Regions from separate parts of the Mus musculus genome. Here all the other regions are linked to region 1. The links are chromatin contacts, called in public ChIA-PET and HiChIP or PLAC-seq maps. All regions are on one chromosome and are shown on one strand. Each heading gives the region's core, a stretch centred on a gene start, on an enhancer-like site or on the middle of the called end of the contact. The rest is flanking DNA. Distances are from core to core; before and after follow the strand shown. Region 1 holds the start of Srrm1 (serine/arginine repetitive matrix 1). Region 2 has its middle 15 kb from the start of Syf2. Region 3 holds the start of Il22ra1 (interleukin 22 receptor, alpha 1). Region 4 has its middle 52 kb from the start of Gm42327. Region 5 has its middle 32 kb from the start of Gm42327. Region 6 has its middle 7.7 kb from the start of Gm30941. Region 7 has its middle 3.5 kb from the start of Gm42327.

Evidence for each region. ChIA-PET counts read pairs in DNA pulled down with a chosen protein or histone mark. HiChIP or PLAC-seq counts read pairs in DNA pulled down with a chosen protein or histone mark.
Region 2: an H3K4me3 HiChIP or PLAC-seq map of bone marrow-derived macrophages shows a contact between it and region 1, with 5 times the contacts expected there. The contact joins the enhancer-like site here to the promoter of Srrm1 in region 1. A contact is called at or near these places in 13 of 39 promoter capture datasets (the 3T3-L1 cell line, the C10 cell line, cranial neural crest and 7 more), 13 of 484 Hi-C or Micro-C datasets (B cells, CD8 T cells, the NIH/3T3 cell line and 7 more), 46 of 115 datasets of contacts at active chromatin or transcription factors (the 230-238 cell line, DN3 thymocytes, the HPC-7 cell line and 30 more) and 2 of 9 other capture datasets (adipose tissue and liver).
Region 3: an H3K4me3 HiChIP or PLAC-seq map of embryonic stem cells shows a contact between it and region 1, with 3 times the contacts expected there. The contact joins the promoter of Il22ra1 here to the promoter of Srrm1 in region 1. A contact is called at or near these places in 2 of 115 datasets of contacts at active chromatin or transcription factors (both in embryonic stem cells) and 1 of 9 other capture datasets (embryonic stem cells).
Region 4: an H3K4me3 HiChIP or PLAC-seq map of bone marrow-derived macrophages shows a contact between it and region 1, with 5 times the contacts expected there. The contact joins the enhancer-like site here to the promoter of Srrm1 in region 1. A contact is called at or near these places in 1 of 39 promoter capture datasets (liver), 1 of 484 Hi-C or Micro-C datasets (bone marrow-derived macrophages), 18 of 115 datasets of contacts at active chromatin or transcription factors (the 230-238 cell line, the SCID.adh cell line, acute myeloid leukemia and 8 more) and 3 of 9 other capture datasets (adipose tissue, embryonic stem cells and liver).
Region 5: a contact with region 1 is called in an H3K4me3 HiChIP or PLAC-seq map of bone marrow-derived macrophages, with 4 times the contacts expected there. The contact joins the enhancer-like site here to the promoter of Srrm1 in region 1. A contact is called at or near these places in 1 of 15 datasets of contacts at CTCF or cohesin (large pre-B cells), 19 of 115 datasets of contacts at active chromatin or transcription factors (the 230-238 cell line, the SCID.adh cell line, T-cell acute lymphoblastic leukemia and 9 more) and 2 of 9 other capture datasets (adipose tissue and liver).
Region 6: an RNA polymerase II ChIA-PET map of memory CD8 T cells shows a contact between it and region 1, with 10 read pairs. The contact joins the enhancer-like site here to the promoter of Srrm1 in region 1. A contact is called at or near these places in 3 of 39 promoter capture datasets (the 3T3-L1 cell line, embryonic stem cells and pre-B cells), 1 of 15 datasets of contacts at CTCF or cohesin (embryonic stem cells), 14 of 484 Hi-C or Micro-C datasets (the CH12 cell line, the G1E-ER4 cell line, the N1E-115 cell line and 9 more), 21 of 115 datasets of contacts at active chromatin or transcription factors (the 230-238 cell line, T-cell acute lymphoblastic leukemia, Th17 cells and 14 more) and 1 of 9 other capture datasets (pancreatic islet).
Region 7: an H3K4me3 HiChIP or PLAC-seq map of bone marrow-derived macrophages shows a contact between it and region 1, with 3 times the contacts expected there. The contact joins the enhancer-like site here to the promoter of Srrm1 in region 1. A contact is called at or near these places in 4 of 39 promoter capture datasets (embryonic stem cells, liver and pre-B cells), 1 of 15 datasets of contacts at CTCF or cohesin (large pre-B cells), 2 of 484 Hi-C or Micro-C datasets (bone marrow-derived macrophages and neutrophils), 10 of 115 datasets of contacts at active chromatin or transcription factors (the SCID.adh cell line, bone marrow-derived macrophages, double positive thymocytes and 5 more) and 2 of 9 other capture datasets (adipose tissue and liver).

The regions. Positions count from the first base shown.
Region 1 is chr4:135,350,920-135,355,075 of GRCm38.p6, reverse strand. Srrm1 (serine/arginine repetitive matrix 1) reads left to right here and starts at 1,930. Exons shown (of 18, transcript NM_016799.4): 1 at 1,930-1,979. The coding sequence starts at 1,959.
Region 2 is chr4:134,943,927-134,948,082 of GRCm38.p6, reverse strand. No RefSeq gene overlaps it. Among named protein-coding and RNA genes, the nearest start is that of Syf2, 15 kb to the right of the region's middle. Within about 2 kb of position 1,957, at least 35 of the 459 cell types and tissues checked have an H3K27ac peak or open chromatin away from gene starts, as enhancers often do. A contact at or near this core is called in B cells, CD8 T cells, the SCID.adh cell line and 6 more, where this site is marked.
Region 3 is chr4:135,725,832-135,729,987 of GRCm38.p6, reverse strand. Il22ra1 (interleukin 22 receptor, alpha 1) reads right to left here and starts at 1,829. Exons shown (of 7, transcript NM_178257.2): 1 at 1,726-1,829. The coding sequence starts at 1,768.
Region 4 is chr4:134,996,917-135,001,072 of GRCm38.p6, reverse strand. No RefSeq gene overlaps it. Among named protein-coding and RNA genes, the nearest start is that of Gm42327, 52 kb to the left of the region's middle. Within about 2 kb of position 1,917, at least 70 of the 459 cell types and tissues checked have an H3K27ac peak or open chromatin away from gene starts, as enhancers often do. A contact at or near this core is called in acute myeloid leukemia, adipose tissue, bone marrow-derived macrophages and 1 more, where this site is marked.
Region 5 is chr4:135,017,137-135,021,292 of GRCm38.p6, reverse strand. No RefSeq gene overlaps it. Among named protein-coding and RNA genes, the nearest start is that of Gm42327, 32 kb to the left of the region's middle. Within about 2 kb of position 1,937, at least 47 of the 459 cell types and tissues checked have an H3K27ac peak or open chromatin away from gene starts, as enhancers often do. A contact at or near this core is called in the SCID.adh cell line, bone marrow-derived macrophages and embryonic stem cells, where this site is marked.
Region 6 is chr4:135,659,659-135,663,814 of GRCm38.p6, reverse strand. No RefSeq gene overlaps it. Among named protein-coding and RNA genes, the nearest start is that of Gm30941, 7.7 kb to the right of the region's middle. Within about 2 kb of position 2,209, at least 69 of the 459 cell types and tissues checked have an H3K27ac peak or open chromatin away from gene starts, as enhancers often do. A contact at or near this core is called in the CH12 cell line, differentiating embryonic stem cells, epiblast stem cells and 2 more, where this site is marked.
Region 7 is chr4:135,052,800-135,056,955 of GRCm38.p6, reverse strand. No RefSeq gene overlaps it. Among named protein-coding and RNA genes, the nearest start is that of Gm42327, 3.5 kb to the right of the region's middle. Within about 2 kb of position 2,400, at least 61 of the 459 cell types and tissues checked have an H3K27ac peak or open chromatin away from gene starts, as enhancers often do. A contact at or near this core is called in bone marrow-derived macrophages and neutrophils, where this site is marked.

The DNA of each region.
Region 1 (4,156 bases), core at 681-3,180:
TGGTTGTGAGCCACCATGTGGTTGCTGGGATTTGAACTCAGGACCTCTGGAAGAACAGTCAGTGCTCTTAACCACTGAGCCATGTCTCCAGCCCAGGGTTTTTCTTTATACTCAGAATCCTCAGACATCCTCTGCCTCCCAGGTGCTGGGATTTCAGGCTTGACCCACCACACCCACTATTAAATATTAAGAGAAGCAGAAGTCAAGATTTGACCAGAGGGCACAATTCATTGTGAGAAACAAAGGTTGAGGATAAGTGAAAAAACAAAACAAAACATAACAACAACAAAACCCCCTAAATTCAGGTGATAAAAGCTGGGGGTGGAGGGTGCGTGAGCCTTTTTCCTGGGGGACACTTGAGTAGAATTTGAGGATTACCAAGTAACCTTGCTGTTGCCTATCTCAGTCAGAGGTTTCATGAAGCTCAGAGACCGGTACAAACCTTGGGCAGCAGGAAATTCAGGGAGTGAGGTTGAGGCACAAGGGATCAAGGAAAGGGCAATTTTGACTTTTGGAGGGGAAAAAAAATGTGAGGAACCACTGGAGACTTTTCAGCAGACAAGTGCCCATGGTTTTCTTTCTTTCTTTAACGTCCTTTCTTTGTACTTAATGGGGTTTCTTTATGTAGCCTTGGCTGTCCTGGAACTCACTCTGTAGACCAGACTGGCCTTGAACTCACAGAGATACCTAGGGTTTTCAACAGCATCGTTCAGCATCCGGGCCTCCTTCAGAATGGATGCTGGGTGGCAAGGTCAGGAACAGGGCTATCTGTGACAGAACTAGTGCAGGAGTTCAACTCAGATAAGGGACCTTGGGCCTCCATCATAGTGGCATGTGTGTTTCCTGAGGGCTTGGGAGTGGGGTGTGCAGGAAAGAGGACTCTCAACAGCAAGATTGTCCTAAACAAAAGGAAAGCTACTGCCATCTACAGAGACAGAGAAGGCTCAAAGACAGCCTCTCTGATTTCCCTGCTATTTCGATTCATTTGATGATTTTGATGGACGAGACGAACCTAGTCATATCTGGTCTGTGGGCGTTCAAATGGGAAAGTCAACCCCCTTTAAGTAGGAAAGCCAGGAAAAGAAAAAAAAAAAAAATGCCTGGAGACATTCGGGTTTCTACACTAGCACTCCTAGGGCAGACATGCCCACTTCCCGACTTTTCCATGAAAAAGCATTAGAGGTGCGCGTGTCTGTGAAAGATGGAATGTTACAAAGTGGCCCCAGAGAAACTTTTCTGGAGAGAAAGCGCTTGGTGAGCACATTAAAGGGCCGGTTTTGGCCCTCTTCCACTTCCTGCCCTTCGGCGTGGTTTCGCAGCAGAAGCACAGAAAGGTATCCAATGGACACCTCAAGAACAAGCCAGATGCGACGCACATCCGGCGAACACGCGGGCTTCATACGAGCTGACGCTGCAGGCTCAACCCCGCCGGCAACCTCCCAAAACCCACTCCTAGCTCAACTTTCACAATGACAACAACTGGCGTATCGGGCCGCCCCTAAGCAAGCATTCTCTTTTATGACTACCCATGCACCCCAGGACTGAGGCTTCCCCCCCGCCCCCCATCTCCCTTCAACTCCCCACATCCTCCCACTACGGATCAAAGGAAGGATCAACTCAAGTCGCGCGAACACCGCTGATCATGCGCCACAAAAAAAAAAAAAAAAAAAAGATCGGTAGGGTTGGGCGACCCAAAGATTCTCCCTCCTCTTTCCATTGGTTCCAGTCGCCCAGCTCGCCTCCCCTCCTAGCGAAAGGCTGCCGCCCTGGTGCGCTTGCGCATGCGCGTCGTTCTCGTGGCGCACTGAGCAGGCGCAGCCGCAGGCCCGCCGGAGCGGGGCGGGTGTAGCGGCGCGCGCAGCCTCCCGGCGCTGGGCTCCCTTCTGCCGGTCCCGCCCTCCGTCGCGGCGGCGCGGTGCACGCTGGGATAGGGAGCGATCTCCGAGCGAGGCGGCAAGATGGACGCGGGATTCTTCCGCGTAAGTCCGAGCGCGGGGATCCGGGGAGAGGCGAGAGGCTTGTTTGTAAGACCCGAGGGGGAGGCGCTCAAAATCCCGGACAGGACGGCCCGCGGAGGAAGGCCTTAGAGACCCCGAGGGGGTTCGTGGGCAGCGTCCCCCGGCCTCGGCGTTGCGGCCGAGACCGGTGCGCCCCTGCGCAGTCTCCTCCTCCGGGATCGTCCCCCCCTACGCGGCGGTGGCGGTGGCCGGAAAATGGCGGCGGGAATGGGCTGGAGCCGAACCTCACCGGCCGCCTGGCGAGGCCCTGTAGGCCGGGCGCCGCGCCGGCCGCCCGGGCTCGGGGCCTAGCGGAGCCTCAAGGAGGAAGTCTTTAGGGGGAGGCCGGTGGGAAGCCCGGGGCGGCTGCGGGGTACCGGTTGTATGGTTTGGGGCTCCGTCCTGAGAGGTGTTTGAGGAAAGGGGCCTTATTATTTTTTTTTTTTAGTGGCAGCTTTGGAGAAAATGGGTGCCCCCCCCCCAAACCCCGACGTACAGCGTCCACCCTCTGGGTCTTAAGCTTTCCCGGCGGCGCAGGGTCAGAGTTCGTGAGCGCTCCCGCCCAATTTGATAGCTCTTCGGGGAGGGGAGCTTAGATAATTTGTAGTTGGAACATTTGAATCGGAGGCTTTTGGAGTGAACGGTGTGTGCGAGGGTGGAGACAGATTACGGTTGTGACTCCGTCGCGCTTCCCGCTCTTCGCTAGCACCCTTTCCCAGCGGCCCATGTCCAGGCAGGGGACGTTACCTTGGAGGTGGTACATAGATCCCACACAGTAAGGCAGTTTATTAGGTCCACTTTGGAAGGAAAGTAGCTACAGGTCGAGATCTAGATGTATGGGAACGTACACTTGTGGGATTAAAAGTAGCAACAAACCCTTTAGGAATCGCTGATTCTTGTAATGCAGAGTAGAACCTTGTAAGACAGCTTGGTAAAAATCCAGATACCAGCTCTCTGTCATACCACTGCTTAGAGTTTTGCATTCTCTGAATCAAGCATATAGTTTACAGTTTGTGTGCATTTTTAAAGAAAAAATTGGAAGGCGGGGGAAGGAGGAGGGAGATAATAAAGGTGCTTCTTGTATGTGGTTCATGAGAGCTTGCCTAGTATGAACAAGACACTGGGGTCTATCTCCAGCACCTCAGATACTTGCACTACAAACTAGGCACTTAACCTTTGTAGTCAGTACTCATTTCTTATGGCACCGAAGTTAACACTTAAAAACAGTCGAAGGTTTCTTTCACTTGTCAATTGTCTCTTTTTCTCCCCCCACCCCCTTCAGTTTTTGTTTTGCCTTTTCAGGAAGTGGTTTATGTGTGTAGCCTTGGCCATCCTGGAACTCTGTAGTCTGTAGGCCAGGCTAGCCTTGAACTCAGAGATCTGTGTGCCTCTGCCTCCCGAATGCTGGGGTTGAATGAAGACTTGCACCCTGGCCAGGCTTGTCAGTTATTTCTAGTGGAAAGGAGATTGAAGAACTAAAACAAAGCGATATGTCAATTTTCAGGCGAAGATGTCCTTTGAAAAGGACAGGATCTGGAAAATAACCCACTTTTTAAAATATTCTTTTTACACTTACTTAAATGAAGTAGTTTTGTTTTCCCTGGGTTGGGTCTTTTGGGGGCAGGGGCAGTTGAAGTGTTTTGAAACTGGGTTCTCTAACCCAAACTGGCCTTGGACCTAGAGAGTCCTGCCTTGACTTCTCAGTACTAGAATTTCAGACATATGCTACACACTGACAAAGTGGGGGATTTATGTTCTGAGTTAGAAAAACTTACTAGGCAGTGGCGCACACCTTAAATCGCAACACTCTGGGAGGGAGGGGAGGCAGAGGCAGGCAGATCTCTGAGTTTGAGGCCAGCCTGGTCTACAGAGTGAGGCTACATAGAACCCTGTCTCAAAAAAATTTAAAAAGGGGAGAATGGGGGTGGGGAGGTAATTTTAGATCAGTTACCTAGTACAACCTGATTCTGAGTAGAATTCGATTTAAGAATTGGTGATAGTAAGCCGGGCGTGGTGGTGCATGAAAAACCAAAAAAAAAAAAAAAAGAATTGGTGATAGCATTCTCTCTCTCTCTCTCTCTCTCTCTCTCTCTCTCTCTCTCTCTCTCTCTCTCTCTTTCTCTCTCTCTCTTTCTTTCTTTCTTTCTTTCTTTCTTTCT
Region 2 (4,156 bases), core at 708-3,207, 410 kb after region 1:
TCTGAGTTCAAGTGAGTTCCAGGACAGCCAGGGCTACACAGAGAAACCCTGTCTCGAAAAAGAAAGAAAGAAAGAAAGAAAGAAAGAAAGAAAGAAAGAAAGAAAGAAAGAAAGAAAGAAAGAAAGAAAGAAAACCAGGGGCTGGTAAGATGGCTCAGTGGTTAAGAGCACTGACTGCTCTTCCAAAGGTCCTGAGTTCAAATCCCAGCAACCACATGGTGGCTCACAACCATCTGTAATGAAATCTGACACCCTCTTCTGGAGTGTCTGAAGACAGCTAAAGTGTACTTACATATAAATAAATAAATAAATCTTTTTTTTTAAGAAAGAAAAGGAGAACCAACCACATATAAATATATAAATTAATTAATTAATATCATACTGAGTGGCACATGCATGTAACCACACACACACACATATTATGCACACACTAGAAACAATTGCAAAAAAAACCTTTGCCAAATGTGGCCTATCACATTTTATTGGCAAAATCTTTTTTCTCTGCACTTTGAATCTGTAGCCTTGCCTCAAGTCCTTTCACAGAAAACAGATGATTTTTTTTTTTTTGAGACCTGCTTTTATTGTGTAGCCCAGGCTGGCCTGCCTCAGCCTCTCTCCAAGTGCTAGAATTGTAGGCATGCACCACTATGCTCTCCTTCCGGTCCCCACAGCCCCCATGGACAGACTAGAATCCTCGGGGCTTGCAATTTTGTTTATTTTTTTAATTTGCTTTTTCGAGACAGGGTTTCTCTGTGCAGCCCTGGCTGTCCTGAAACTCACTCTGTAGACCAGGCTGGCCTCAAACTCTGAAATCTGATGCCTCTGCCTCCCAAGTGCTGGGATTAAAGGAGTGTGGTGCCACCACCACCTGGAATTTTTAAATAAATGTGAATTATAATTTTTAAATTTAAATATAATTTTATAATTATATAAAAATATAATTGTATATATAATATATAAAATATAAATATATATAATAAAATATAAATATACTTTATTTAAAATTAAAAATATATAAAATTTAAAATTTAAAATTTAAAAATATATAATTTTAAATATAAATTTAAATATAATTTTAAATAAATGTGAATTATAATTCCAATAAGCATTATCTTAGTTGGTCATGATTAAGAAAGCAGTTATGATGGGCAGGTGTAAACATCTTTTTTTTTCCCGAGACAGTGTTTCTCTGTGTAGCCCTAGCTGTCCTGGAACTCACTTTGTAGACCAGGCTGGCCTCGAACTCAGAAATCTGCCTGCCTCTGCCTCCCGAGTGCTGGGATTAAAGGCGTGCGCCACCACGCCTTTGAGGTGTAAACATCTTAATCTCTGTCTGTAGCTCCATCCCAATGCACCCCACCTCCAGCCAATACTATAGCCGTAGTCCTAAATCTGTACATGTTTGCTTTATAGAGAGCCAAACGTAACGGAACAGCCATTGCAGGCCACCATCCATCAAACCACTCATGAAAAGCAGCTGTAGATAACATGCAAATGAGCCTGATCCTGTCCCAATAAAACTCTATTTATAGAAACAAGCCATGTGCCGGATTTGGCCCAAGACTCTCTGCTTCCATGAATCTACTGGATTAGGAGTCACTTTCTTTAACAACTAGGGCTTTCTCTACATAAACTTCATGTCATGATTCACTGGGGTCATTTTAGACACGAGGAAAGATCTAGAACAGAAATACTTGAGACAGGGACATCTTTCAGTGTCTCCTAGTCACAGCACGTGACCCCTGATCACAGGAAGGCTTCAAACTCTCTCGAAATCTGTGGGAGCAGCAAATTGTCCAGATTTCAGGTCCCCGTGCGCAGAGCATCTGCCCCGCGGGGTCTGGATGGAGCGAGCCAGAGAACTCCTGCTTCTAACAAATCCCGAATGAAGCCTAACAGTCAGAGGTCCACACAGAAAACCGCAGGGATGTGTGCCCGCCGAAAACCTAAATATCTGCTGCCACCTAGTGGACATATGAGGGCAGCACCTCCTCCAACAATCCCTTGCTTTCTGAAGTGTATCCAAAACAACACAACCCACACATCTTTTTGTCCCGGAGAAGAATCCGTTCTTAAGGCCAATCTGTCGTCTGTATACTTGGGATTCCACCACAGAACTCCAAGCTCCTTGAAAGAAACGAGGTGTCACGTTATTTACAATAACATGGCAGTGATTTTAAATCAACTTAAACCAGAAACAGACTATTTTCCACCAGGGAGAAAAACATCTTAAATATCTAAATAGAAGCAAACTGCTGCTGGCATCGCTCTCTGGCCAGTCTCCCATCACCAGATGCTGGTACCTCTTCTAAAAAACAAATGTACACCCTGCCCCTTCAGCTCCTGCCAGCAACCCACCCCTGACCTGGTGTACCCTGCTGGCCCGTGACTGCAAATGTCTGCCTCAGAGGGCAGGAAAGCAAAAGGCTCTTTTTTAAAACCAAGGTCGTAGCCTGGGGATGCAGCTCAATTGGTAAGGTTAGCTTGCTTAGCATGAAGGAAGCCATGAGCAAGATCCACACATTGCCTAAACTGGGTGTGGTAGTGGTGGTGGTGGAATCTCAGCGTTCCAGAGGTGGAGGCAAGGAGACCAGGAATTCAAGGTCATCTTCACCTACAGAGGGAGTTCAAGACCAGCCTAGGGTACCTGAAAACCTATCTATGGATGAATGAAATTATCAGGATATCATTTTCAAGTTACAACCTGCATTGGCCTGAGTCTGTACCTGGTTTCCACTGTGCAACCAAAATTCCCTTCAGAGTACTTTGACGTTTCCCTCTGAACACTGCATTCTGATCTATGAGGCCTCGTGGGGCTTAGACAAGAAGATCACAGGCTACATAACAAGACAGTGCCTCAAAAAGGGCTGGGGAGAGGGCCTGGGGAGATAGCTCCGTCAGGGATGTGTTTGCCATACAAGCATGGGACCTGAGCCCTAGGATCCATATTTGAAAGCTGGGCACGGTGGCATGTGTTTGTGCTTAAACCCCCAGCAGTGCTGTGGAGGCAGAGGCAGGAGCTCCCCGGGGCTCGATGGCAGACCAACCCAGTGTAATTGGTGAGTTCCAGGCCAAATGAGAGACCCTGTCTCAAAAGACAAGATGGAGGGGTTGGGGAAGACACATCAGCAATAAAAGTCATTGTCACGGAAGTGGAGGACAGTAAGTTGGGCACCCCAGCATGAAGATAAAATGCTCAGTAAACCCAGCAGGCTGCCTGTAACTCCAGCCCCTGAAGCCAGGAGGTAGGGCATCTCTGGAGTAAGCTGGTACAGAGACTAGCCCTAACTGTGGGCTCTAGGCTTGACTGACTGAGAGACTCTGCCTCAATGAAAGAGATGGTGGAGGAATGGAGGGAAACACTCAACATCAACTTTGGGCCTCTACACACACACACACACACACACACTTCATGCACATACCAAATTTTTAAAAAAGGAAGGGAAACTATATTCTGCCAAAGTGCGATTACCCACTGCCTGTCTGTTCCCGCCAAGATCCAGGTCCCTAACACCAGCGCTCACCAAATAAAGGAACACACAGCCACCCACAGCAGATAACTTGGACTCCCAGCTTGGCCGCTGCTGGGGTTTTGTCAGGATGGAGACGCATAAGAGCCACGCTACAAAGCATGGCGCGGTACCAGGAAAACAGAGATGACAGGGACCAACCGGAACAGATTTTTGATGCCAGCACTTTATATTTGATCTCCAGATGCGACGCAGCTGACAGCTAATTAGCTCCGCTCAGATCTCCACCGGGCCTCCATCCTGCACACATGCTGTGGGCATGCCAGTGTGAACACGTGTCTGCCTGGGTTGTGCTTTGATGGATAATGCTCTGGAATGAACACACTTGGAAGCCCTGAGATCTGGAGCCCTGGCACGTGGGATCTGAGGCGTGGTGTGGTCTTTCTCCATTAGGCTTGATCCCAGGGCAGGTAATGAGGTGACATTCTGTACCCTCGCTCCCTCCCCCTCTGTCCTAGCGAGGGGAGGGGACGCCGCCCAGCTTTGAGTTTCGGTGGAAGAGAACTTGTTAACCGCCAGCCTCGGTGATCCAGAGCTACTGGGCATAATGCTGTGAAGCCCATGACGAAAACCCAGTTGCACTGTGTTCTCTCGGGAGCTGCGTGGGAGGGGTTGGGAAATTTCTC
Region 3 (4,156 bases), core at 580-3,079, 380 kb before region 1:
GCAGATGCGAGGCCAGTTCTAGAGCACTCTGCTGGGGTTCATAGGCTGGGGTTAGAGAGACCAGCAGAAGGAATGTAGGCTTGAACTGTGGCCTTTGGGTGGACATGGGGGTGAGCCCCAGGCAGGAGAGAGGGGGTAGATTTGAGAGAAGGCTGGGGTTTGTCTGCAGTGAGTTTAACCTCCCCTCCTATGGTTAGACTCTGCTGCAGAGCATGCTGGTACTAGGACAGTCCTGAGTAGGATGTCTAGGCTAGGAGAAGCTGGGGGCTGAGGCTTGCATACCCCAATAAAGAATTGGGGGGGGGGACAGCAGGGGAGGGGAGGAACGGAGGAGGGTTTTCTGAAGTGGGCTAAGTGATCTTGGCAGAGCCTCTCCTAGCTTAGGGCATTAATCAGCCTTCTTCTCCCTCCTCCTCTTTTTCCCTCTTTAAATCTGTCCACTTCCCCGCCTGTGTTGTCCCTACACTTCCTGGTTGAAAGTCTACATTGTGAAACCTGGAAAAGGAGACCTGTGGTGGGGAGTCTGGCTGTCTGGCGGCTTTATAAAAGACAAGTTTCACATCTGTGTGGAAAAACAATGTATCAGCTGCCCTAGGAGCTAAGGAGAAACGCACCATCTACAGTGACCTGGAGCCAGCCAGAGAGCTGGGGCCGGAGCCTGTGTCTGTGGCTAAGGCTAGGGTTCTGCACCACAGGGCTCCTTTCTGCCCCCTTTTCCCTCCATCTTAATGGGTCAGGAGATCCATGGCTCCACCCTGGGATGTAAAAGAAGATGCTTCAGAGAATTTGGGGACTGCATCTAATCTTCGCAGTCTGCCAAGGGCTGGAAAGAAGCTTTGCCGATGCTAAGGATGCATACACACTGTTTGGGCAATAGGAGCCAGAGCAGTGCTCTTGCGATCTCTCTCTGTCTCTGTCTCTCTTGTTTTTCAAGATAGGGTTTCTCTATCCCTGTCCTGGCTACTCCCTCTGTAGACCAGGCTGACATCTACCTGCCTCTGCCTCCTGAGCGCTGGGATTAAAGACCACCTGGCTGCAAGTGTGTGTCTTTAGGGACCGTATTATGCACTACTAAGCAAGAAGGTCCATGAGATGGCTGGACCATTTCCTTCCAACATGCCTCAGCCCTGCCTCCTGAGAGAGAAGCCCTGGATTCCATTCAGGAGAACAGATCAAGCCCCTGTCTCATGTCTCACAGGTATGAACCCCAAAGTTTATTTGATGAGACCTGACAGCCATAGTCCTTAGTCGCATTTGCACGGACACTCTAGTGACTTATTGCAGCCTTCTGGCGGCTGCTGGAGAGACCTGTTTTTTACTGATCCAGCCAGAGGGGCGTGAGGAGACATGGATGGAGACAGTAGCCTGACACCAGCTTTATCTAGCCTGTTGTCCCCTCTTGAATGATAAACAGAGCATGAAGCGGCACCCCTGAGGCCAAGACTCTACCTACTCAGCACCCTGAGTTCAGACAGCTGGTCAATCAATGTCTGCATACTTGAAGGTCAACTGAGACCCTTTAGGAAGCCAGGTCTGGGGTACTCTCTTCTCTCCAGCTACCTGGACCAGGTCATCTCCATCTCCAGGAAAACTTGCCACCCAGTCCAGTGCCAGCCGGGAAGAAAATGAAACTGGCTGCTAAGAGACTCATGGGGCAGGAATAGGCAACTGTGCTCCCTAGCTGCTGGGGTAGGAGGATCTGAGGACAGGTCGAGAGGTACTTACCGGCCAGGGATCCCACCGTCAGGATGGTCAGTAGTGTCTTCATTGGGTCCCTCCAGGGCCCCTTCGGGCCTCGGCTCTGGACCCCTGCACAGAGGCTGGGGTGTGTGTGAAGTCTTGCCGCTTTGGCAGCTGGCCCCGCCCAGCCCAGGGCGGGGAGAGGAGAGCAGAGTAAGACCTGGGCTCGTGGGGGCAGGGGTACAAAGGTGCCTAGTCGGGTGCTGAGGAATTCCAGGACCTGGGCGAGATCCAAGGGAGGTTCCTTTCTTGGGTGCAGACAAGGCACCAGCAGCGGAAGGGCTTGTTTATCTGGTCTGGTGACTGATTCATCCCAAGGCCCCTGGTGGTGCGGCCGTGCACCAGAGAGTTAGGAAAGGCAAGGCCGAAGAGCAGTCTTATCAGTCCGTAATTGGCTCATATCAAAGCCTGCCCCGGGTGTGTTGCATATCGTCTGTCCTAATAATTCCATTACAAGAGGATTTATCCCAAGGAAAAGAACAGGACATGAGTAAGAGAATACCTTCAACAATGACTTCTTGGCTTGATTCTCGCTGGTGGAATTGCAGGGAGCTCAGTGCGCCCTTTTCCTCCCCGGGGGCTGAGCAGTGTGGTTGGAACAGCCTCCTCCTGGCAAGGCTGCTGAGGTGGGAGGCCCAGGCAATCTTCAGCCGGAATCTTGGACAAAGAATCTATAAAAGGGGGTGGGGGTGCGGGGAGGGACTGGAGTCCAGATGACTCAGTGGGTAGAGTGTTTTCAAGCAAGTGTGAAGACCCTCAGAACCTAAGTGAAGGTGGATTGGACAGATGGACGTGAAGTCCAAGTGTCTGTAATCCCAGCACTTCTGTGAGTGGATCGAAGGCAGAAACAGGGGGATCTCTAGAGAGCGGTGGTTCTCCTAGCCTGCATTTGCAGCAGTGGGCACCAAGTGATGCTGTCTCAAAGACAATGGGAGCTAGTACTGATGCTTATGGCGTCCTCCAAGCTCCTCGCGGGAGTCTGCGCCCGCTCACACAAACGCGCATGTGCAGGCACACAGAGAAAGGGAATCTTAACAAAGGGGGATTCTTCCTGCCGCATTCGAGGGGAGGCAGTGGGGCAGGACTTTAGATTGGAGGATGAAGGTGGAAAATGCTTCCCCAGCTCTCTGCCACCTCGAAGAGCCGTCCCGGACATCAGTGTCCATGCACACCGGGGTGGACCTCGTTGCCGGGCCCCGGAGATGATGTAAGAAGCTATTTGGGTTAGGTTTAGGGTGCATGTGATAAAGGTCCATGCTTTGTAGCACATTTGCCTGGCCCCATTATCAACTGCAGAACCAGGCCAAGGTTCGGGTCAACCTAATTCACTTCACATGAGAACGCAGTAAGTCACACTGAGCTGGGCCCTTGGCCCTGGGATCAGCGTTTTAGGCGGAATGGGTTCTGATCCATGGGAACCTGGGCTTAGTTTTCTTCTCTGTGTTATAACCGTGAGCACTGAAGCTCTGCTCAAGTGTATCTAACCCGAGAGCCAGATCTTTGCTCTCCATCATTTGTAGAGACGACATTTCTCAGCATTGCCAGCTGCGTCCTGATAGGCTGAGGCCGAGGGAGGCTCTGGATGCACGCTGGAGAAGCCAGGTGCTTCTCATTCACTGTGACCCCACTGGGTGGCACGCCAGCAGCGGCTGTGTCTCCTCTGGAATCCTTCCAACCATGTTTTTCCAGCCCTGGTACTGTCCCAGTTTGTTCTCCGTGCTGAGATAACCACCGAAGCTGAAAACACCGTGGGAAGGGTTTCATAGCTCACAGGTTGCAGCCCAGCACTGAGGCAAGCCAAGGTAGGAACTCACACAGGGCAGAAACCTGGAGGTGGGAGCTGACACAGGAGCCACAGAGTGGTGCAGCTTGCTGGCACGCCTGATGGAGAAAAATCACTGGTGGTGTTGCTATTACCATGCTTGAGATTCCCTCCTGTCAAGTGACCCTACTCTATGTTACACTGACCAAACCAAACCAAAACCACAACAAACCAAAAACCAAACAACAACCAAACCAAACCAAAACCAAAATGAAACAAAGTCAACCAAACAAAACCAATGCAAAAACAAACAAAAGCAAACAACAACAACAAACCAAACCAAACCAAACCCAAATCAAACCAAAAACAAAAAAAATAAACCAAAACAAACAAACCCAAAATCAGCCAACCAAAACAAAACTCAAAAGACAACTGAGGACACAGGTATCAGGCCCCTTTGTCCTCTCCTATTGGTGGAAGGGCGGGATAGCACTTTTCTGTGGGGATGCTGGCTGCTTCCTAGTTATGACGGGACCCACGGTCTCTTTTCACTTGAGAACCAACTCCTTTGTAGTAAAGTCTCTTGGCAATGGACTATGGTATAGAAAGGGGCTTCAATGACTTTAAGGACAAGCTGGGGTAGGAAGATTCCAT
Region 4 (4,156 bases), core at 668-3,167, 350 kb after region 1:
TGACACAACACCCCTACCCCCCTGTCCCCGACACACATGATAATAAAGCTGTCTCTGTGTGAGACCTTTCTCCTGTTCCTAAAACAAGATGGTGCAATGATTATTTACACAGCATGTGTGTCCTTGGATCTCCTAAGAAATCACAGACCATCTAAGGAACATCCAAGGGTTCTGTGCAACTGCTGAATCTCATTACAGAAAAGATACAAGCATCCTCAGATTCTGATACCTGCTGGAGTCCTTGCCCCATGGGTACCAAAGAACAACGACAGATTGCTTCAACAGATCTGGACACCAGGCCAAGTTCCTTCTATTGACACTGAAGAACCTTCACCACACACCAGCTGCCATGCCTGTGACCAGGATAAAAGGTGTCAGCTGCAGAAAGAGAAGGCCTTGGGGGCTCTGCTTCTTTACACAGCTACCTGCGTATTCTGGAGCTGTGTGGGTTTAATCCAAAGCACTGCAACCAGTAGGTGGACGCTGAGCTTCTGTCAGGGCACTGGTGACACGCAGCCCTAAATACAGGGTCCCTGCTCTGGGGGTCACCAAAGCTCTGCCAGGTTTTGTGCTGCACCAGGAGCTGTTTTGCAAATGAACAGCACCTCTCTTTGAAGAGTGCACAGCCTTGAAGCAGAACCCTGGGGACCAACCAGCTACCTGCCTCTCCCATATAGTACCTGGTAGAGTCTCTCCATAGGGTAAGTAATGAGCTCTTAGGGTACGCAAGGACACCCTCATCCCCTCCCCTCTTCAGTTGATTCTTCTTCATAATCTATTAGTTACCATAATATCTATCACCTTACCCATTTTCCCATTAATATGTCCAATTCTATTGCTTGAGACAGTCAGCCAGCTCAGGGTTCGGTGAGAGACTGTATCTCAAACAGGGTGAAGAGCAGCTTCCGGGGGCACTCAACATCAGCCTGCGCCGAGACACGAAACAGCTTAGTGAGGTCACTCAGCATCTGTCCCTGATGTACGCACACAGGGACATAAATCCACACAAAGAATAAAGGGAGTGAGGGCCAACTTCATCAGCTCTTCTTACACAACCTTAAACAGAATCATTGTAAACATTTTAACCCAGATTTCCAGTTTTAAAGGTATGCATGCTTGAAATGGGTACCACTGTCTATATACGACTAAATTTTCAACAGTTTCCACACAGAACCACGGACATAGGCTCGCGAATCTGGATTCGGATCCAAAGCGCATCTCCCAGAGTTGACCTTCTCGTTTCTCATTTTCTTCACACACTCACAAAGCCAAGTTCTAACACTGAAGAGGTTTGGTTTTTTTGTTTTGTTTTGTTTTTAATTTATTTTTATGTTAGCTCTATAGGTGATTTGTCTGTATGTATGTTTGTGTACCGCGTGTGTGCAGTGCCCATGGACGTCAGAAGAGGATCCCCTGGAACTGGAGTCATGGATGGTTGGGAGCCCTCAATGTCTACCTGTGATACACAGAACTAGGAATGGACCCCTATCTTCTAGGAGCAGCACTTGCTCCTGAACCCTGAGCCATCTCCCCAGCTCCATTTTCTGAAATCTCTAATGATTCGTAATTTGGTTTGGGGAAGAAAGGCAGTCATCTCTGCTCCAAGATTGCAAAAGAGTTCTATTTTTAGACTTGCAAACACCAATTACAAGCAGCAACCCAGACAACATTCCCTGATTTCTGTTTCAGCTCCCTGTCCCCCCCCCCCCCCCCGTCCCCAGCCACTAGCAAGAACACCCATCTTTGTCTGTGTCCACTTAGGAGCTGAGGGTAATTGAATTACAAACTCAATTAAGTACAAGTTGGCACTCAAACTTAAAGACTGCTGCTTACCCATGAGCCAGAATAACGGAACACCTAGGCTCTTGGCCCAGAACGGCGCAGGGTGACTAAGCAGGCGAGAATAACACATTTCCCCTGAAATTTTGTTTACTCGTTCAATCTCGAGTCTGAGAACAATTCATCTGGGACGTTGTACTGTGAACACTCACCGGCTGAGACTCCACTCCTGTGGCTGGTTTCGACATCTTCATTAATTCAAGTCTGTGGTGCTGTCGTTTGCCTGCAAGTGCTTTCTGAATCATCTGACAGTCCTGGGACATCTGTCTCCATCATTTTTCTCCTTGTTGTCACTATAGAGGGAAAGGGAGGGCGGCTCTGACTCCTTAACTGCATTTGATGGAAGCAAGACTCACACTGCAGGATGATATAAAATGACACCTGCAGCCGCCCCTCACTCACTCAACAGGGTCCAGTGTATCCCAGACGGACCTCAAACTCATGGTGTACTTGAACTTCTCATCCTCCTGCCTCCACCTCTGAGTACTACTGGGATCACAGGAGAGAACCACCAGGCCTGGTTCACACCATGCTGAGGATTGAACCCGCCCTGGCTTTGCACCATGGGAGGCAAGAACTCTACTGACTGAGCTAATCCCAGCCTCAACCTTCTTTTTATATCTTCTAACAATGCAGTGTTTTAGGCCACTGGATTAGCTCCATCTTGCTACTGTCTCTCTCTCTCTCTCTCTCTCTCTCTCTCTCACACACACACACACACACACACACACACACACACACACACACACACGGAAGGGGCGGGGGAGGGGAGAGGCAGGCGGGAAGGGGGAGGGGGAGGGGGAGGGGGAGGGGGGAGCGTGTGTTCTGGAGGTCCAAATCTGAAGTGAGTCTGTTACGATTTGAATGGGAAATATCCATAGACTCGTGTTTGAACATTTTGTCCACCGGCACTGCTTTAAGAGGTTGTGAAGCCTTCAGGAAGTGGAGTTTAGCTGGAGGAAGTGGATCACTGAGGGGCGGGTCTTGAGCTTTATAACCCAAGCCACTTCCTAGTCCCTCTCTACTTCCTGACCTACCTTGATGCAGCTAGATGTGAGCAAGCTCGCTGAACCACAGCTGAGGGCTGTTTCTGCCGTGATGCCTTCCTTCCCCGACACGATGGTCTGTGCCCCAGGAAATCACAAGCCGAAATAAAGCCTCCTCCCTTGACTTGGAGTCACACAGACAAACACAATAACTAACACGGCCTCGCAGGGCTAAGATCACGCTGCCAGGAGGACCGTGACCTTTACTGGAGGACGCTTTCCAGCGTCTTCCCTGGCTTTGGAGGCCACTCACACTCACGGCTTCACCTCTCCAAACTCAAACCCAGCAAACACCAACAAGTCTTCCTTCCACTGGTTGCCCCCAGTTCCCCTTATTCATATCCGCTCCTTCTACGAATTACCCCATGTGATTACCCCAAGTCGCCCAGATAATCTAGAATGATCTATCACAGGGTATTAATCACCTCTTCAAATTCTCTTGTGTAAGGAAACATCCAGGTTCCAAGGGGTGGGGTGTGGACGGCTTCGGGGTCCAACTTTTCACTCAGCCTAGTGACACGCTCAGAAACTGCAGAATCACCCAGCCAAGAGGGCCCACGTCACCATGACTTCACCCTTCTGGATGCTTCCATCTTACCACTCCCTCTTCTTCTTATTTTAGTCTTTTCTGCATAACTGAAAGTAATGATGAAATTGTTCTCAAGAAAAAATCGCCAGTTTTCGAGGGATTGAAAAAATTAGATTAATAAAATCCAATTAATATATCTGAGACTTACGAAAGTGTCTAGTGGTCTCATGCACAAGATAAAATACCACTTTGATGTTTGTTCTGTGCTGTGGTGGCCGGGGTGGTTGAAACCACTGCGTAGCCTGGCTGCCCGTAATGGGTAGGACATCCTTGCCTCAGCCTCCTGAGGGATGCAATTCTAGGTGCACGCCACCACACCAGCTCCAAGAAATCTTCTGCTGTCTAGAAATGAGAAGTAAGCCAAACATAGCAAACACCTTTAATCCCAGCACTCAGGAGGCAGAGGCAGGCGGCTCTCTGTGAGTTTAAGGCTAGCCTGGTCTATATAGTGAGTTTAGGACAGCCAGGGCTATGTAGAGAGACATTGTCTCAAAAAAAGAAAAGGAAGGAAGAAAAGAATGAATGATGGACAAGTACAAATTTGCCTTGTTCTTTAGAAGACCTCAAATGAAGAATAGAAGCTGTGAAATCCCAGCCCTGGCAAGCAGAGTGATTCAATCAAGAGACTGAGCCCAGAGAATCCCCAGTGTATCTGAGGGTCAGGCTGGGTTCATTCCCAGCC
Region 5 (4,156 bases), core at 688-3,187, 330 kb after region 1:
TAGGGTCATCTTGAGCTACAAAGCGACCCAATGAGGCCACCATGAACTACACAAAACCCTGCCGCAAAAATACACCAAACAAACAAAAAGCCAGAAAAGCAAAGAAGCTAGAGTAAGCAGAAAAATGGGCATGCTAGCTTCTGCTGGGGGTCCTGTGTCTGCCCTTCAGAACAAAACCTGCCCAGTGTCATGCCTTCCATATGACCACCCTTCTCCTCCAGGTCAGCTGTCCCGAGTCCTCACCCACCCCTTAGAGCACAGGCCGATAGGACATGGGCTGACAGAATCACTCACAGTGTGCCTGCTCCCTGGGGTCTCAGCTGGGGCTGGAGGAGTGAGGACCCCCAGCTCAGCCACCAGCAAGAGAACAACTCCAGGAAGGAGCAGGAGCCATGGGGCCCAGAGAGGAGAGGAAGGAGAGGTAGCTGGAGGGACTGGAACAAACGAGCTCACTAAGGCTTTCTGGTTTGGGAAGGAGGGAGAGGCGCTGGGCAGAAGGCTGGGGAGGTTTAGCTAATTTGACCCACCTGTTCTGGCTACACAGCCTGCTGACCTATCCAAAGGGAAACTGTTGCCTTTCCAGTTGCTTTGGTCTGATCTGGAATGCTCTAAGACTCCTCATAGCTAGTCAGTGGTTTCCCAGAATTCCACTGTTCCTCTTTCTAAACAATTTTTTAAATTCTGTGTGTGGGCACGTAGAGTCCAGAGGATGGCATAAGATCCTGGAGTTAGCGTTGTGAGCCACCGGGCATGGGTGCTGGGAATCAGACTTGTCCTCTGGGACGGCAGCAAGCATCCCTAGTTGCTGAGTCACTTAAGCAGCTCCTACTCCTCTTTTTGAAATGCTATAGAGCCCCACCCCACCCTACCCCATTTCACCAGCTGTGACTATGGCTGCTGTGAGCACTGCCCTGCCCCACCCCACACCCCGCCCCACCCACCCCACCAGCTCTCTACTACAATGGCTGCTGTAAGGCCTCTTTGGAAGTTCATAAAGCATGAAGATGGGGGTCCAGCGGGGAGTCCTGATTCTCTCCAACCCAACTCTTCACCTTCTTGGACCTGCCATTTCTTCTAAACCATATTTGGTCTCTGTGTTGCCAAGAAAGGTTTGTAGAGAAAACCAGTGTGGGCTGAGTGAATGCCCAACATGGTGTGGACAGCAGCTCAGGGGCCTCCATCCTCTCAGGTCCCCAAGAGGCCTGAGGACAGCTGTCATGCAGCCTGAGTGTGCCCTTTCCAGGAACTCACCAGAGACGCCTCACCAGGAAGGAAGGAAGAAGAGGAGGAGGAGGAATAGAAGGAGGGGGAGGACAAAGAGGAAGAGGCAGAGGAAGAGGAGAAGGAAGAGGGAAGGAAGAGAGGGAGGAGGAGGAGAGGGAGGAAGAGGCGCTACTCGTTGCCTACTGGTCCAGAGCTCCTCTACCAAGTGGGAGACAAAGAGAACTGTGGCCCCTTTTGTCAGCAACCCCAAGTTGGTGACAAACTCAGAGAGCATTCTTTTGTCTCCTCCCTGTCCAAACCCCTCTGATCTCTGGCCCAGCTCAGGTGGGGGCGGGGGGGGGGGGTGGTCCTGAGGCTCAGTCAGTGGAGGTAGAGGCAAGATCTGCATTTTAACAAATGCTAGCAAGCACCTGTCATGAAGCGGTCACCTGCCATTTCTTGAACGCCACTGGAGGAAGGAAAATTCAAAACTATAAGGCTAACCAGGGATTCAGGACTGTTGTTCCAGCTACTTAGGAAGCTGAGGCAGGGGGATTGGAAAGTCAAGGGCTGCAGAGCAAATCCAAGGCCAGTCTGGGCAAATCAATGAGACCGTGTGTGGAAATAGGGGCCTGCCTAGCATGGGTAAAGCCCCGAGTTTCATGGCCAACACTGTAGCACAATGTCACTTTGTGTCTGACTTGAGATGTGACTCATGCTGAGAGACACTGTCTGTATAATGAGGTGTCTGTGGGCTGTTTGCAGCTTTAGCTTTTATCTTTCATTGCATCTCCTAGATCATCTGCAATAAGCACCAGTTATTTTTAGTCAGAGCAGAACATGTGAGCCCTTTGTTGGGGACTCTGCCCACAAGAGCTAGCTGACCCTGCTCCCTAACTCTGGCCTCATGGAGGCTTGGCTCTTTGCTGTTGCCACACTTGTCCCCCAGCTCCCCACAAAAAGGCCTGACCTGGGACTTCTGGTTCAGATCCTTCCAGGTGCCCTCACAGGTAGCGTACTCTCTTCCACGAGCAGACCTGCAGCCAACAGGACCTTGTCAAGTGTGCAACACCATGGACGCCACCAGTGTTCTTCAGCTCAGAAGCCTTGGTCACGCCTGAGCTCTGCCCAAGCCTGCTGCTCTGCCCCTATGCCAGGTTCTGGGGTGATCCAGCCTGCCCTCAATACCCACCAGCCTGTCCAGTATCACAGAACAACCCTGGGTGGTTCTATACTGAATGTCCTTCTTTCATTGTGAGCTATGCTGGCTGTAAATGTGAACACAGGTTTGCAGGGTCTAGAGAGGCAACTTCTTCATGCTCACAGCCATGACGAATCAACAAGTAGGCTCCTTGTTCTGACATGGTCTTGCAGGGAGACCGTACCCAAATCAACCCAGCATCTCTGCATCGATAGACAATTCTGTCCAGTAATGAAACTGCTTTAAAGAGAGGTGGCAGATACCGGACACGCCTGCTGTGCCCTCCATGGCTTCACCCTGACAGACATTACTAATGAATCTTAGGATCCTTTGCTGTGGAGTCAAATCCATACCTCAGAATTTGTCTTAACACTGTGTACCAAGCAAAACAAACATTCAAGGCAAAAGCAGTTTACTTTTGTAACAAACTAGCTGATTAAAATGTAAAAAACCGTCAATCCTCAGTTCTCCAAGCTGAAGAACAGTGGTCAACACAGTGAACTGAGATGAGTTTTGGGTAAGAGTCCGCATTAAAGCCTGTTCGGAAGTCAGACTTCCTGCAGCCACCAACCATCATAAGCCAACTCCAGACCAACTACTTCCACCTTCCTGGAACCGACCGCTGGTCATTCGGCTGGCGCCCCCTACTGTCCAACAGTCTTTACTGCAAGTTTTCCATTTCCCCTCCTAGAGGAAGCACACACTGGCATGATCCCCGCACTGGGCCACACTGTCTCCTACTAACTGGGGAGGGCGGGGAGGAGGGGGTGGTTCTGTGTGACCCTGCTCTGTGTCTTCCCTTCCTCACCACATGTCATTCACACAGAGTTCTGTGGTCCATCCTCAGTTGGTAAACTCAGACCACCTGAGGAGAGGAGCCTGGTTCTTGGTCACACAAGTCCAGGACAAAACCAGGACTCGGAACTCTATAGTCCCAAATTTATGCTTTCTTTAGCGCCTTACCCTGTTCCTCCTCTCAAAAAAAGGCAGAAAAGCAGCCACCTTGGGCTCTGGAGCCCCTGGGATCCCCCAGGGCCTTCATCTATTTCCAGGTTGGCCTGGAACTGTGGAGAGATCTCTCTGGGGCAGTCCTCAGTCCCATGCCAGGGGCATCCCTTCCCCCACTTCTCTGAGCTCATCTCTTCACATGCTGGTGTGGGGGTGGGGAAAGGTGTGGTGGGGTCCCTCAAATGTCACTTCTGCTAGGAGCCCATCTTCCACCACCTGCAGGTCACACCACACTCCTCACTCTCTGTCTGTGTGGCCCTGAACATAGGGCAGGCACCCGATAATTACTTGTTGACTGGATAAATTAAGACCTCAAAACGGGAATAACAAAGGAGTCATGGACTGGGAACCAATGGGTTCGGGAATCGAGACTTGAGCTGGGTGTGGAGGCAAACACCTTTAATCCCAGCACTTGAGCAGGAGAGGAAGGCAGATTTCTGAGTTCGAGACCAGCCTGGTCTACATAGCCAGTTGCAGGACAGTCAGGACTACACAGAGAAACACCTCCTCTCCCTCTAGAAATAAATCTAGGTTTGGGGATACCCCCACTGTTGGGTAACCTTGGCAAATGTGTTAGTTACTCTACTCAGGGCTTAGACAAAAGTGACTTAAGAAAAGATCCAGTTTATTTGGGCTTAGAGTTCTAAGAGGCACAGTTTATCCTAGTGAGGAAGGTGTGGATGTGGGAACAAGAGTCACAGGACAGGTAGGAAGCCAAAAGTGACAAAGCTAGTGCTCGGCCCA
Region 6 (4,156 bases), core at 960-3,459, 310 kb before region 1:
CCTACCCCATCTCAAAGGAAACGAAACAGTACGTCCAAGCCAAAAAATAAAAAATAGAAATAAACAGCAACAGAAGTCCAAGAAACCGCCCACATTTTTACAAGGTGCTTTCCAATACTTCTTTCTCCAGGTGATTTTTAAAAAAAAATCTGGAAGCTGGAGAAATGATTCTGTTAATTCAGTGGTGAAGAGCACTCACTGGCAGCTTTGGCAGAGGACCTGAGCTCAGTTCCCAGCACCCACATGACAGCTCAAAACTGCCTGTAAGTCTATTTCCAGCGTTTCCGATGCCATCTTCTGGCCTGTGTGGGCACCAGGCAGACACACACAGTACATACACATACATCCAGGCATTCACACATGCACATATACATACACATATACAAACATACATATACACATACACAAACATAAACATACACATATACAAACACACTCAAACACAGACACATACACAAACATACATATACATATACACAAATGTATAGGCACATACATAAACACAAACACATAAAATAAATAAATCTTTAAAATAAAATAAAACAATTCCAGCCAGGACAGGAGATGGCTCAGATGTAAAGTCCTTGCCCAGCAACTGTAAGGACATGAGATTAGATTCCCAGGATTCAGGTAAAATGCCAATATGGTGTGTGTGTGTGTGTGTGTGTGTGTGTGTGTGTGTGTGTGTGTACACGCAGTGAAATGCCTCAGCACCTAACAGCATTTGCCAAGCAAACCTGACAGCCTGCATTTGAGCCTCAGAAACCGTGTAAAGATAGGAGAGAATTGACTCCTGACAGTGTCCTGTGACTTCCCACACCTGCATGTGCGCATGCGTACACACACACACACACACACACACACACACACACCAGCAGATGGGTCCACAGAAGGTTGAGGACTAGCTAGCCTGGCCTCTGAAGTTCCAGGTCAATGAGAGACACAGTCTCAAAAGGTAGAAGGCCCCTGAGGACAACGGCCAAGGTTGTCGTCTGACCCCTACACTCTCTGTGCGAACTCTCCACCAATAGACACAGAGAAACGATTATTCTGGCTGTAGCGGTCACTTTACTTTTAGGACTCTGACAGGCTAGGGGTGGGGCTCAGTAACAGGGGGGGTGCCTCATATGCATAAGGCCCTGGGTTCCACTCCTAGCACTGGGTGTGGGGAGGTGGGATGGGAAAGGCTCATAATGGTTTGACAAACAAACCAACAAACAAAATAGTGTCTGTGTCCTAGAAGTTTGAAAAACAAGCAAAAATTTAGTGTCTGTGTTCCACTTTGCCCCAGTGACCCCCCCCCCATCTTTTTGTCTGTGCTGGAGACTGAACCCAGGCATCCACAATACACGTTTGACCACAGATCTTTGGCCCAGCCTTGAGTCAGAACCTTTGTAATGGGCCCAAGGTCTGTTTTATTTGCTCTTAGACGTTCTCCAGCTCTGGAGCTGGGGACCCCTTTGATGGGTGTGGGGGGTGGGGGATGGGAGGTGGGAGGTGAGAGTGTGGGTGGGGTAGAGGATGGGTTAGCCGAACACACGGAGACTAGGGTGTGATGCAGGCTGAGGGTCCCCACATAGGGACTTCGCAAAGCAGCTGCTGCCACTTGTGGGTCTGTGGCAACCGTGCACCTGCTTCTCGTCAGGTGTCTCATCCCTCCAGCCAAGGCTGAGTCAGCTTGTCCTTGAAGAACCAGGTGGAAGAAGAAAGGAAGAAACCTTGAAGAGAGGAAGAAACCTTCTGTCAGTGGAGACCACTGAGGTATACAGGGGTGCAGGGACTTGGCCAAGGCCCCAGCCTTTAAGAAGACAAATCTAGTCTGGGTCTCTGCTGTAATTCTAGCACCGAGCTGAGACACGGACAGAGAAAAGCACTCTGTGTAAAGATCCCCCTGACGGTCCTCGTGGCCTTCTCTCTCTCCCTCTGTCATTGCTTCACGAGGGGGATATTGGGATATTGGTCTGGTTTCTAGAGGTTGAGTCCTGGGCGGGGCAGGCTCCAGGGTTGCTGAAAGCTGTCTGGCGTCCCCACCTGGGAGAGGGTCCCTGGTGAACACACTGCTTAGTTTCGGTCCCAGGTCCCTGCATGCTCTGTAGCCCTGCCCTGTCAGCTGAGAGGGTGGAAAGGAGGCACCCAGCCGCTCCCAGCTCTGGGCTGGGCCATGGAGCTGGCCAGCACCTGCTCAGAGCCTCTCCCACCTCTGTGGTAGCACCCACTTCCTTCCCCCCTCACTCCTCTGATTGGCCAAGGGGATCTCTAGAGGAACCTGAGAAAGCCTGAGTCAGGTTCCTGCCCTGGGGGTTCCCTCCCTGTCTCTGTGTTCTGGGTTGGCTGCCTTTTCCTTAGGGGAAGTGACTATAGGCACACAGTCCTTAGTAGCCCAACTGTGCTGACTGTAGCTTGTCTCTCCCACTGCAGTCCCTACCCTGGAGGAAGAGAGAAGAGCTTTGTAGCCCTGACGATGGCGCTGGTCCCTAAGCAGGAAAGAGCCTGACCCCTCCCCAGCTGGAACCCAGAGCTGACTCAGGAGAGGTTTGTAGACCTGGAAGCCAGGGCAGAGAGCCAACAGCTGGCTTTGACAGTGTGCAAAGAGCCAAGTGTCCTGAGGGTGTGGCATGCTCACCCCTGCCCTCCTCCCTGCCACAGGATGCTCCTCCTCCTCCTCAGTCAGCTCCACACTCCTTCCAGGAAGCCCTCTCAGATTGACCCTACCACCCTGCTCGCCCTATCCTCTGTGAAGCAAGAGGAAGAGAGGACCCTGAGAAAATGAGCATAAGAGTGAACGACTTCTAGATACTAATGCGGGGCAGAAGGGCTCTCAAGTCCTTGCTCATAGCATTGGGCTCCTCTTTGTGGGTAATTCCCTCCCCATGCATGAGTCAGACATACATACATGCACACACACGTACACACATGTGTGTAAACATACACAGACCCACACATATATACACATACATACATGTGCGTACACACACATAATGCACACACTCATGTGCACACACACACATATATATACACACATACACATGTGCATGCACACATACACACACATATAAGCACATGTGCGTACACATGTACACACCCACATATATATGCACATACATACATACATGTGCAGGCACACATACACATACAAACATGCACACACAAACTCATGTACACACAGACACACACACACACATACATGTGTGCGTGCTCACACAAGGACACACACAGAGACACCTCTATCATTATATTTTAGATTTGAACAGATATTTCCAAAGTATGTTTTGGAAGTAACTCTGCATTCACAGTTACCCAGCTGCAAAGCAACCCACTAGGGCCATGAGACGCCTGTGGTCATAGATTTGGCAGCCTAGGATCTTGGGCTCAATCAAGTCCCTATGCTGCAGGCCTTCTCAGAACCTTTAGTGGTAAATAGACTTCCCAATTTCCCAGCACCTGCAGTTTTCCAAATGTACATGGCCTTAGAATTGTGTATCTTGGCTGGGCGTTGGTGGCACATGCCTTTAATCCCAGCACTTGGGAGGCAGAGGCAGGCGGATTTCTGAGTTCAAGGCCAGCCTGGTCTACAAAGTGAGTTCCAGGACAGCCAGGGCTACACAGAGAAACCCTGTCACCAAAAAAAAAAAAAGAATTATTTATCTTATTTTTTTTTTTGAGATGATCTTGTTGTGTAGCCCAGGCTAGTCTCAACCTCAGTATCCTCCCCCACCCCACCCCACGTCCCCAGCGCTGGCATTATAGATGTTCACCACAGCAGCTGGTGCTCTCGCTTTGTTTTTGATAATAAGATGGCTCATGGTGGGCCTAGCGTGTACCTGAGCTAGCTTTGAAATGATGGGATACAGAATATTCTAGAAAGGGCAGAGCCAGCTCAGGGTTGACTTTATAACAACATAATAAGTCTGTGGAATGAGAGCTTGCTCCATGTCAGATCTCAGAGTCTCAGAACAACGGCTGAGATATGTTCTATTCCAGAAGGTGGGGAGAGCACCTAGCTCACTGAGTAAGTCTGCCGTAATCCACCGATCCGTGGGTCCCTCCGAGCCGTGGATCCTGCAGTTATGGGATTTGGGTGGGGTGGGTCCTCTGGCGTATTGTGTTCTCAAAGGACAGAATTCAGTCACTAGATGCAGAACACTTCGGCAGAGTT
Region 7 (4,156 bases), core at 1,151-3,650, 300 kb after region 1:
CCAGCTGCCCTTGAACAGACTCCTGACTGGCAGATGTGCCTCTGTATACAAACGATCAAGAGACCTGCCATTGGAAACTATCCAGAGTGTGGAGAGATGGCTCAGTGGTTAGGCACTTACCGTTGTGTCAGAGGACCTGAGTTCTGTCCCTAACATCCAGACCCAGTAGCTCACAGCCACCTGTAATTGAGGAATTGTGCCAAATTGTCGTACGTTGAGGGTTGTCTCTACTTTCAGGTGTGGTTTATCAAGGATCCACACAGCCCCTGTCTGCCTTCCAGCAGAGTCTTTCTCTCAGGCCTCACTGTCTGACACAGCTTCCGCACAGAAGAGTCACAACTTAGGGACAGGGAAAGTGGATCTTCATGGTAGCTCAGCCGCTGCTTCTTGTGACTCCCTGGCCCTTCGCCTGTCCCCTGTGCCTTGGTTTTAGGGCCAGGACTAGGGTGAGCCAAGCTCAGACCGGGAACCTTATCTTCCCGACCCACATCCCTGCCCTGCTCAGCTTCCTTGGGTATAGATGATTCTGGAAGCCTCTGGGTTCCTCCAAGGGATGAGTGGGGAAGAAAGGTCATACTTCTCAGGCCAGACTTAGGAATGTCAGGGTGGGCAAGTGGAGCATGGGGCTGGGTCATTCTCAGTAACGCAAAGGCCCAGACTGTCTTAGTTTTACAGGGTTTTACCGCTGTGAACAGACACCATGACCAAGGCAACTCTTATACAGAAATCATTTAATTGGGGCTGGCTTACAGGTTCAGAGGTTCAGTCCATTATCATCAAGGTGGGAGAATGGCAGCATCCAGACAGGCATGGTCAAGGAGAAGCTGAGAGTTCTACAGCTTCATCTGAAGACTGCTAGCAAAATACTGACTTCCAGGCAGCTAGAATGACGGTCTTAAAGCCCACAGTGACACACCTACTTCAACAGAGCCACACTTCCTAATAGTGCCACTCCCTGGGCCAAGCATAAACAAACCATCACACAAACCCAAGACAGATTCCCTGGGAGATAACAGGCTGGGGCCCGAGAGGGGCTTTAGGATGCATGCCTGAGCGCATGCCAGTGTCTGTCGGATCCATGTCTGGGTGTCTGGATAGCCTCATGTCTGGGGGAACATGTCTGTGTGTACTTTGTAGGTGAGGAGAGAGTGTTTGTGTGTCTGTGGAGCATGTGTATCTATTGTTATGCTGTGTGTGTGTGTTATGTGTGTGTACGTGTGTCTGTGGTATGGATGGGTGTGTATATGTGTGGATGTCTATAGGGGTATGCGTCTGTCCGTCTGCCTGCCTGCCTGCCTGCCTGCCTGTCTGTCTGTCTGTCTGTGGTATGTGCTGCACAGGCTCCCTAGCAGTAAGACAGGTGCCATGCTGACCCTAGGCTTTGGGAGACCCTGCAGGAACCTTACCTTTCACACATTAGAAAGCACCCCAGGTACTTTCTCCCTGCAAACAGTAGCAGCCTTGGCAGTGGCGGCTGCAGCCACAGGCCTGAATCCATATGAGGTTTCGATCTGAATCCCAGCTTCCAGGCAGGGGCAGGGTTGGACAAGAAGTCAGAGCCAGGGAGGGATGAGGCAGTCAGAGGCCTGGCTGTGAGAGACACTGATCAAGCTTAGTTATTCTCTGGCCAAGTTTACTTAATGATGCTGTAATGCCCTAGGAGCCTGGCGCTGCTCCGGCTCCATGGTGAGGGGGAAATGTAAGCTTCAGACAGGAGGTGCTTGGTCTAAGGCTCTGGCTCAGGAACCCCAGGGGACTTCACCCCTCCCACAGCCCCCAGAGGCCGCACAGGCTCAACACTTGCACTTGACTATCTGGGGATGACAGAGGAACCCAGCCTTCCAACCAGCACCCCAAAACCCCGTGTGCTCAGTTCAACCCTGCTCCACAGGTCAGAACTCTCAGACCAATCCTGGAGGCTAGGTGGCCTCTGGGACATCATCTCTGCTCTCACCGCTCCCTATGTCTGCCCAGTGGCAGCTGGCCTGGGCGCCGTTTCCACAAACAGCCCTGTGCTCTGGGCAGTGCTGATGGGTTCCCTGGAAGCAGAGCCTCTGTAGCCAGCCTTCCTCCATCCCCACAGAGACTGCAGCCTCCTTCTCTCTGGTTCTGAATCCTCAAGTCAATCCCAAGTTCTAAGACTGTGAGGTGCTCTGGCCTTGGGCCTCGGCGCTGGGGGTTAGACGGTAGCTGACGTTCCCACTGCCTGTATAGGAACAGAAGTTTGAGCCTGCCAAGGAAGGCCAGCCGCGTGCTAAGCTGCTGTGTGGCCTACTTGACATGACCTGTTTGCCTCCAACTTCTGCCTAAGCCATGCTCCCCACACCCATTTGACAAGTGAGCAACTCAAGATCCCTGAGAGCCTCCCCCAGAAGCAGCTCCAAGCTAAACGCTCACTTTCGGTCAGGCAACCACACCAGGAAATGTTGGTAAGGAATGAGGAAGTCAGACTGGGGAGGGCAGAGCCCTTAGTAAACTGTCACTGGGGGTCCTAGTGGATTCCCCTCGGCAAACATACTACAGAATCAACACCACGGAGGTGAGGCGGGCGGGGCAGCATCGACCCGGGGACAGCCTGCAACTGCTGTCTGAAGGCTGCTTTGAGGGTGCTCCTGAATTTACAGCCCAGGCTGTGAGTCCCCTTAATAGTGTCCCAGATTTGCAGGAAGCAGTCCTATGTATGAAGAGAGAAGGGAGCCACAATGTATCTGCAAGGTCTCTTTCTGGGGCTCAGAGAGGGCGAGCAGCCATTCCCCAAAACACACCTTGCAGTTGGTAGAGACAGGATTTGAACCCACGACAATCTGATCCAATTTTAACTCACGGGGTAGGATTGGGCCCAGGTCTAGTGGCTGGGTCTGTCTGAAACAGATTCTACAGGGATCAGGTAACCTTGGATGCTTGTCTAGGAAGAGGCTGGGGGCCTAGTTAGTGTCTGCATTCTTTAGAAAACCATATGATCCCTAGGCTGGTCTGAGGGATGTTGAGGAAGTCAGCCAGAATGGAAATGACAAGGATAGTTACCACTGTGCTGGCCTGAGAAAGGGGTGAAGAAATGAAGGAATAAAGATCACCATTAGTCACCAGCTTGTCTCAAGGCCCAAACCCACTCTGAGTTCTCACTTCCTCCCACATCCTACCCACTGTGCCCGAGCATCGCCGAGTGCAGCCTACCGTTTGCTCTGCGTGTCAGCATGGTTTTAAACGTCTCGAACTTTGTCATCATTCAACAGTTGCCAAGCATCGCGTGAACGCTCAGACACTCAGCCCCGCTTGGGCAAGCAGGAACACTGTCTTAGTCACTGTTTGGCTGCAGGGACCAAGGGACACCAGGACCAAGGCAACTCTTAGAAAGGAAAGCATTTCCTTGGGGGCTGGCTTAGTTTCAGAGGTTTAGCCCGTTATCGTCCTGGTGGGGAGCATGGCAGCACACAGGCAGACGTGGCTGTGAGATCTGTGAGATCAGATAGTCGTGGGTTCAAATCCTGTCTCTGCCAACTGCAAGGTGTTTTGGGGAATGGCTGCTCCCTCTCTCTGACCCACAGACAAAGAGAGACTGGGCCTGGCCTGAGCTTTGGGAACCTTAAAAGCCCACCTCCAGTGATACACTTTCTCCAGCGGGGCCACACCTACTTCAACAAGGCCACGCCTCCTAATCCTTCTAATCCTTCTCAAGTAGTGCCACTTCCTGGCGACTAAGCATTCAAATAGATAAACCTATGAGGGCCATTCTGACCCAAAGCACCACAAGTGGTGGCACAGCCTCCCACAGTGACCAATTTGCAGGGCTTTCTCTTTCTCCCAATGTGAAGGACAGAGTCCGTGGTCAGTTTGCAGCTTGTATGTGACTCCTAAAGACATAGAATCTTCAGGGGAGATGCCTAGATCCAGACACCTGGAACCTCGGGTTCTTTTCTTCTGTGTTACCTCGAGCAAGTCCCTTCCCCTCTCTGTGCCTTAGTTGCTTCCTCTGTGAACAGAAAGCCAGATTAGATGACCTAAGAGCCCATCTTGCCCACAGTGACGAGGCCTGGTAAACCCATCAGGTTTGCCTTGGTGTGGTCTCTGCCAGGGTGTGGGACATGGCTGCAAACCACACACACACAGAAACACAGACACACACACACACAGACACACAGACACACAGACACACACA